Regions from separate parts of the Mus musculus genome. Here region 1 is linked to region 2. Evidence: chromatin contacts called from public Hi-C data. All regions are on one chromosome and are shown on one strand. Each heading gives the region's core, a stretch centred on a gene start, on an enhancer-like site or on the middle of the called end of the contact. The rest is flanking DNA. Distances are from core to core; before and after follow the strand shown.

Region 1 (3,066 bases), core at 523-3,022, 220 kb after region 2:
TGCGAACATTTCCAGAGAAGGCTGGCCTGTGTGTCAGTGAGCTGCCTTGAATGTGGGTGGCACCACTGTGATAGGCTGGAGGCTGGGACAGAGTAAATATTAAAGGGCAATTCTTACATGCACAAACCTTCTTAAGTGAGAACAGTTTCGTTGCTGCTGTTGCCTGCTGACAGCAAATACAAGGTTCATTAAAAGAAAATAGAAGGTTTTCTCGTGTATTTTCATATAACACACTCACTTGGGTTAGGCTCTCTCAACTTCCTCATGTCCCTGCCTCCACTGTCTTGTCAATTTCCAGCTTTGGGGTGTGGCCTCAGACCGACAGCTCTCCGGGCTTCCAGGATTTTTGCTTTGGTTTGAGCTGAGCTTGCATCTTTGCTCCTCTTGCTTGGGTTTCCAGCTTCTTGAAATGAGTGAGTACTTAATTCCCCTGGCTCTTCAGCCTGTCGACATGGGCTATAAGAATACTCAGCTCTGATCATATAAGTCAGTCTAATAATTTCTCTCACACTCATGAAATCCTCTCTCTCTCTCTCTCTCTCTCTCTCTCTCTCTCTCTCTCTCTCTGTCCCTCTCTCTCTCATGCATACATACACACTCCTACAGTCACACACACACAGCAATTGCCATGTGATTTCACTGAAGTACAGGTCTGCCTTCCCAGTCAGGATATGAAACGACAGCAGCAAATATTTCTGATGCGTTTCATTCCTCTTCTCACATCACTGCTGTACCTGGCTCTGTGACTCCATTCACTCCCGTTCACTATCGAATGAAAGCTATGGGGTGGAGTGAGACTAGAACTCACTGAAGAGTGGCAGAGATGGTCTAGAAGACGGCAGAGCCGAAAACTCAGGCTTGGGTAAAGAGTGTAGGAGAAAGATCGACAACCCAGCTCCGGGTAGACTATAGTAAAGGGGTGTGAGAGACTGGAGACCCCTCCACAGCACACAGAGTGCAGAGAGAGTCAGAGAGCTAACGCAGAGTCACAGAAAGTCAGTCAGGTCCCTAGAGCACTTCCAAAGGGGTAGTCAGCCAATGGGCCCAAATCAGCCAGTCACTTCTTCACTAAATTGCTTTCCATCTGGTTATTTTATTTTCACTACAGAAAAATAGCAAGTATAACAGGCATGCACCACCACCATCCCTGGCTTAGAACAAAAACAAAGACCAAAGACACCCATAAACAATAACTTTTTAAATGTGGTTATCTCCATCCAGTATAAACAGTAAGTGTGATGTTTAAGAGTCACATAAATAACAACCTCACTCCAACGTCCTGACTCTTAAATGGGTGGCAGGATCCTGGACACTTATTAAATCATTAAAGTTCAGTTAAGAGGCTAGGTTAGTTCAGCGGTTGGAATGTTTGCCGCTCCCACAGAGGACCTGAGTTTGGTCAACATCCACAGGCTCCTAACTGTGTTTGCAGCTCCAGGGGGTCTGACTCCCTCTCCTAACTTCTGAGGGAATCCTCACACACATGTGTGCGCGTGCTCAGAGAAGCTGGGCAGCCTTCAGGAATTGCATGTGGTCATCTCTGTGGGTGTGCGGGGATGGTGTCAGAGAGAAATGCGGTGGGAAAAATAGACGCAGGGCCAATTACAAATCGCCAAATGGTATGTAAGAAATGAGGATTTCGGTGCAGTCAGTGGAAAATTGTGAACAGTTTTTAAACAAGGAAGTGATGTTTTAAACAATAGAGATTATGAAACAGCATGAGAGGGGGGAGCATCATAAAAAGAAACTGGAAGACAGTCGGCTCATCAGCAAGCTGTGTAAGGGCCCGACAGGCAAGGTAGCTCCGAGAGCTGTACACGTAATCTCAGCACGGGGAGGCCAAGGAAAGATTGTGAGATGGGGCCAGCCTAAGCTACACAGGTAGACCCTTTCTCTAAAAATGAAGAGAAGAAAGGGAGTGGGAGAGAGACAGAGACAGACAGTGACAGAGAGCAAGAGAGAGCGAGAGAGACAGAGACAGAGAAGTGGAGGTCTCGTTGTATAACATGGTGGTGAAAATGATTGGAGGACTCAGAGGTAATTTTGCAGGAAGTAACTGCACTGTAGAGGAAGAAAATGACGGCCTGCTTCTTTTTCTTCCAGCGTGATCAAAGCTAAGGTATTGAGTTAGAGAAGTGCAGGGGATAAGAGGAGACTGGGGTATAGGCAAGAAGTCTGGGGTAAAATAAAGGCCCCTGATGTTTCCAGTAAGTGGGGAGAACTCAAGAGCAGACAGAAAAGGAGAAACCCCTTTAAGAAGGTGGTCGATGCAGGGATGGGGGAAGTCAGGAAACACAGGCTGGACGGTCACAGGAGAATCCCTAAGACTGTGGAACCAATGGCTTATGGAGTGACATGGTGGCTTCTTCCTCTTCCTCTTTCCTCCTCCTCCTCCTCCTCCTCCTCTACTTCCTTCTCCCCCCTTCTCCTCTCCCCTTTCTCCTCTTCCTCTTCAGAATTCACGTGGTAGAACAGAGCCTAAGGGTGGCAAAGGCAGTCAAGACGGAACTGGAACGAGCTGGTTCCCAAAGGAAGGCGAAGGATGGACACAGAGCTGAGTGATCAAGGAAGGGTACAACTCTCAAAAAAACAAAACAAAACAAAAACTAAGAAAAGAAAAAAATACTAAAATATACAAAAGTGAATCCAATTGGGACTCTTAAGAAACCTGCTAGAGTTTCTTCCTCAAATTAGCCATTGTTTTGTTGTTTTGTTTGTGTGTGTGTTTGTTGGTTTAATTCTTTCATCTCACATTCAACCTTGGAAAAAGAGTTTCATTTTTAGGAGGTATATGGCTCCTCGGGAGTCCTCGTGCTGTGCTCGCGAGTAAGACAGGGAGCCTTTTCTGAGATAGAATGAAAGCTGTTGTGACTATGTAGACACAGCTGGGTGTGTTCCAGAGTACTGGATCAGGCACTCAATCCAGAGGATCGCATGTTCCAACTAAACTAGGCTACTTAGTAGACATGGTAAAAGCACTGTTTCTAGGTGTTCATCAGAGTAGATGATTTCCACAGTCATGGGGAGGGAACTTAGGAAACTCATCCTCAGAGACTCTGAAAAACC
Region 2 (3,066 bases), core at 134-2,633:
TTCAGACTCAGAGGTTCTTTTGAAGAGATCTCTCCAGAAGTTAACAGAGACTGCAGAGGAATCCACTGTCTTACGTGTGAACCACCTGGACTTCTCACACAGATGGGGACACCTCTAGTACCAGCCATGTGCAAACTGCAATCTGCGAGCTGAGTGTATCCCAGGATAGCCACGAGTGTGGCCCAAGACACTTGTAGATGGCACTGACGTTTCACAACATCAAAGGTCGGGCATGCCTGCTGGCTGTAACCCTGACACAATGACTAAGGTACTGCTACTTAGAACAGAGTGTTTTTGGCCTCTGACATTTTCCAGCCCCGAATTTTGTAGAATGCACTCTGGCGAGTTGGTCTTCTCCCTTTCTCTTGTGTCTTTGAGACGGATTCACATAAGATGATCCAACAAGTTTTATCATTAAATAAGACAAGCAGTGTTCCTGCCCTCCCTCCTTCAGAAAGTATTATCCATGCAGTGGGGTGTCCTGTGGCAGGCTGCCTCTCACTCACTGTGATAAGCAGTCACTTACTTTGCAATCAGTGGGAGGGGAAGGCTAACTAACCTCTGTTGCCTTGGTAAGGGTGAGTGACAAGTTACAAACGCCCCCTCAGAAATATGCATTATCTATGAGCTTTATGACAGACTGTGGCTGAAATCTGAAGACGTTGGTGTTGACCAAACAAAGAGGACCTTTGTTCAGTTAAGGAGGTGTGAGGGTTTGCTCATTCCCTTGGCGTGGGTGACTGTCTGGGAACAGTGCCTTTCAGGTCAGGGTAAGCTTAGCAAGTCCCTCCCTTCACTGCTTGGGGACCTCCAAGGCTGTGGAAGATATAAAATGTACCTTGACTTTTCAGGGGGGACATTTAGGTGACATCTCAGTTCTTTGGACAGTTTTACAAACTAGACAGTTAGATATATTTATTAGGTTTATTTTCATATAGAAATCTACAATTTTGGGACGTAATTGTACTTCATTGAGTTTACATAAGAAAAAACTGGGGGGGGGGTGTCCTCTGCCCTGGAATTAACTTTTTAAGTTGTATATATGGGAGATAGAGATGGGGAGAGCATAGAGAACAGAAAGGCAGAGAAAAACAAAGAGACACACAGACAACAGGGAACAAAGAAAAGGGAGGTGAAAAGTCAGAGTTTGTCATTTCCGGCAACTCTAATTTCCTCTAAATCTATTTTTTTCCTTGTTAGTAGACAAAAATAATATTGCTTAATATCTATAGCAGTTAGGTGGCTGGTATCTGAGGTTGTTATGGTCAACTGATTTCAAAAGGCTTCACATGCCAACAAGGGAAGTCTCTGGTTCCCATGGCAGCAGCCATGGGTGTCTGTGTGTATGTGCATGTACATGTGCGCTGTGATGATTCAGTGTCTAAGAAGGCAGAGGCAGCATAAGTTTCAGGATCTTCTGCTACCTTTCAGGAACCAGCCTGGAAGACCTGCCTAAAAGCCTTTGAGTCACTTCCTGCCAGCATTTGTCTATGCCCTGTTTTGGAATTGCCCACCTTAGAGATGATGCCACAGGGCTTGGCCGAGCTCAACAATACTTAAGTATTCTAAGTAGCCACCACCAAACGGTGCGCACCCCAGCCAAGGCCATGACAGCAGCTTATCCCATTTCCAATGGACCCATGAGCTCCATGGCATCAGTGAGGTATGCACATACGATGGGACCAGAAAATGGGAAGAGAATACTGGGTTGCCAAGAGAAAGCTTTAGACTGGAGATGAGTTTTAAGAGACGGATGGTTTGAAAACACAATATAGGAGGGAAGGGATTGTAGGTCTCATAGAACCCACAGAGGCTGCTCTGAGAACCACTATACCAAGTATATGTTTTCCCTCTAGGAGACAATGAAAGAGTTTACCAGTTTTGCAGTCTATACTGGGGCGGGGGGGGGGGGGGAGAAGTCAGGCAACTCCCAATACGTACCTCTGTTCCCTGAGAGCTGGGATTACACGCACATGCCACCGTGCCTGGCTTAAATGAAATCTAGGGTCTCATGTGTGCTAGACAAGTGCTCTTTTACAGAGTCATACCCCGATCCGGAAAGCCGAAATTCACATCAATCATTATTTGCTTTGGTATCCAGTTACTATTTAAGGACAGTTAATAAGTGGTGCCCTTGCAGGACCCTCGTGGTAGGAAGCTCTGTTCTGTTGTCTATCAGGAGCTGTTGGGGAAGGTGTGGGCAGGAGGAGACTGGCTGAGTGAGCAGCTCGGAATCACCATTGGTAGTTTGAGGTGAACTGAGCATTACCCCTTTGTTCCTTGCTCCCACTTTGTTCATTCCTTCACCATGCTGATCTGTGTGTGGGTTCTTAGCTGCAAGATTGATCTACGGCAGAAGTGGGTACCGTGGCTCCTGGCTTCCTAGAGTCAGAAGGTAGCTCCAAATTAATCTTCAGAAGGAGTCAGGGCACATAAAATCCTGTTGGTTAGGGTCCAAGCTAACGCTAAAGAACAACCATCAAGGCTGACAAGCTGGCTCTGTGGGTGAAGGTGCTTGCCATCAAGCCTAAAGACCTTAGTTTAATCTCAGGGACCCTCCTGGCAGGAGAGAGCCACTCCGCTTGAGCTGTTCTCTGACATCCATGGTACATTGCTATCACACACACACACACACACACACACACACACAGAGAAAATAAATATATGTTTTTTTTTTAAAAGAAACCAAATTAAATAAATAGTTTTTTTTAAAGAATAATTAGCTGGGAGGAGAGGAAGGGCTGATATTGGGTTGTAAAGTGAATAAATAAATACATTTAAGAAAAGAAAAGAATAATCAAAATTGCTCCCCATGCAGCTTGGGTGTGTCCCTTGGAAGTCTGAGATCACTGAAGTAGAGAAGTAGTCTGGTTTCAGACCTTTGTAGGCTTTTGACTTGCAGGCTTTTGGGCTCTCCAACTCAAATCCAACTCTCATATTTTAAGTAGAATTTTCCCTTTTTAAAGACTGAAAACTTTAAAAAAAATTCAGCTTTTCAAATTATTTGACTATGAGTAACATACTTAATTTAGAATTGTCTGAGAGCTCTTGGCGATCTCAACACAT

Evidence for each region. A called contact is a pair of places that touch in the nucleus more often than the background predicts.
Region 1: a Hi-C map of bone marrow-derived macrophages shows a contact between it and region 2, with 24 read pairs. The contact joins two enhancer-like sites. A contact is called at or near these places in 1 of 15 datasets of contacts at CTCF or cohesin (large pre-B cells), 4 of 484 Hi-C or Micro-C datasets (the C2C12 cell line, bone marrow-derived macrophages, conventional dendritic cells and 1 more), 11 of 115 datasets of contacts at active chromatin or transcription factors (the 230-238 cell line, the NIH/3T3 cell line, bone marrow-derived macrophages and 7 more) and 1 of 9 other capture datasets (embryonic stem cells).

What each region holds. Positions count from the first base shown.
Region 1 is chr13:41,550,404-41,553,469 of GRCm38.p6, forward strand. All of the region lies in intron 2 of Gm32184 (a long non-coding RNA gene), which reads right to left. Among named protein-coding and RNA genes, the nearest start is that of Tmem170b, 54 kb to the right of the region's middle. Within about 2 kb of position 1,773, at least 33 of the 459 cell types and tissues checked have an H3K27ac peak or open chromatin away from gene starts, as enhancers often do. A contact at or near this core is called in bone marrow-derived macrophages, where this site is marked.
Region 2 is chr13:41,330,543-41,333,608 of GRCm38.p6, forward strand. All of the region lies in intron 2 of Nedd9 (neural precursor cell expressed, developmentally down-regulated gene 9), which reads right to left. Among named protein-coding and RNA genes, the nearest start is that of Nedd9, 27 kb to the right of the region's middle. Within about 2 kb of position 1,384, at least 65 of the 459 cell types and tissues checked have an H3K27ac peak or open chromatin away from gene starts, as enhancers often do. A contact at or near this core is called in bone marrow-derived macrophages, where this site is marked.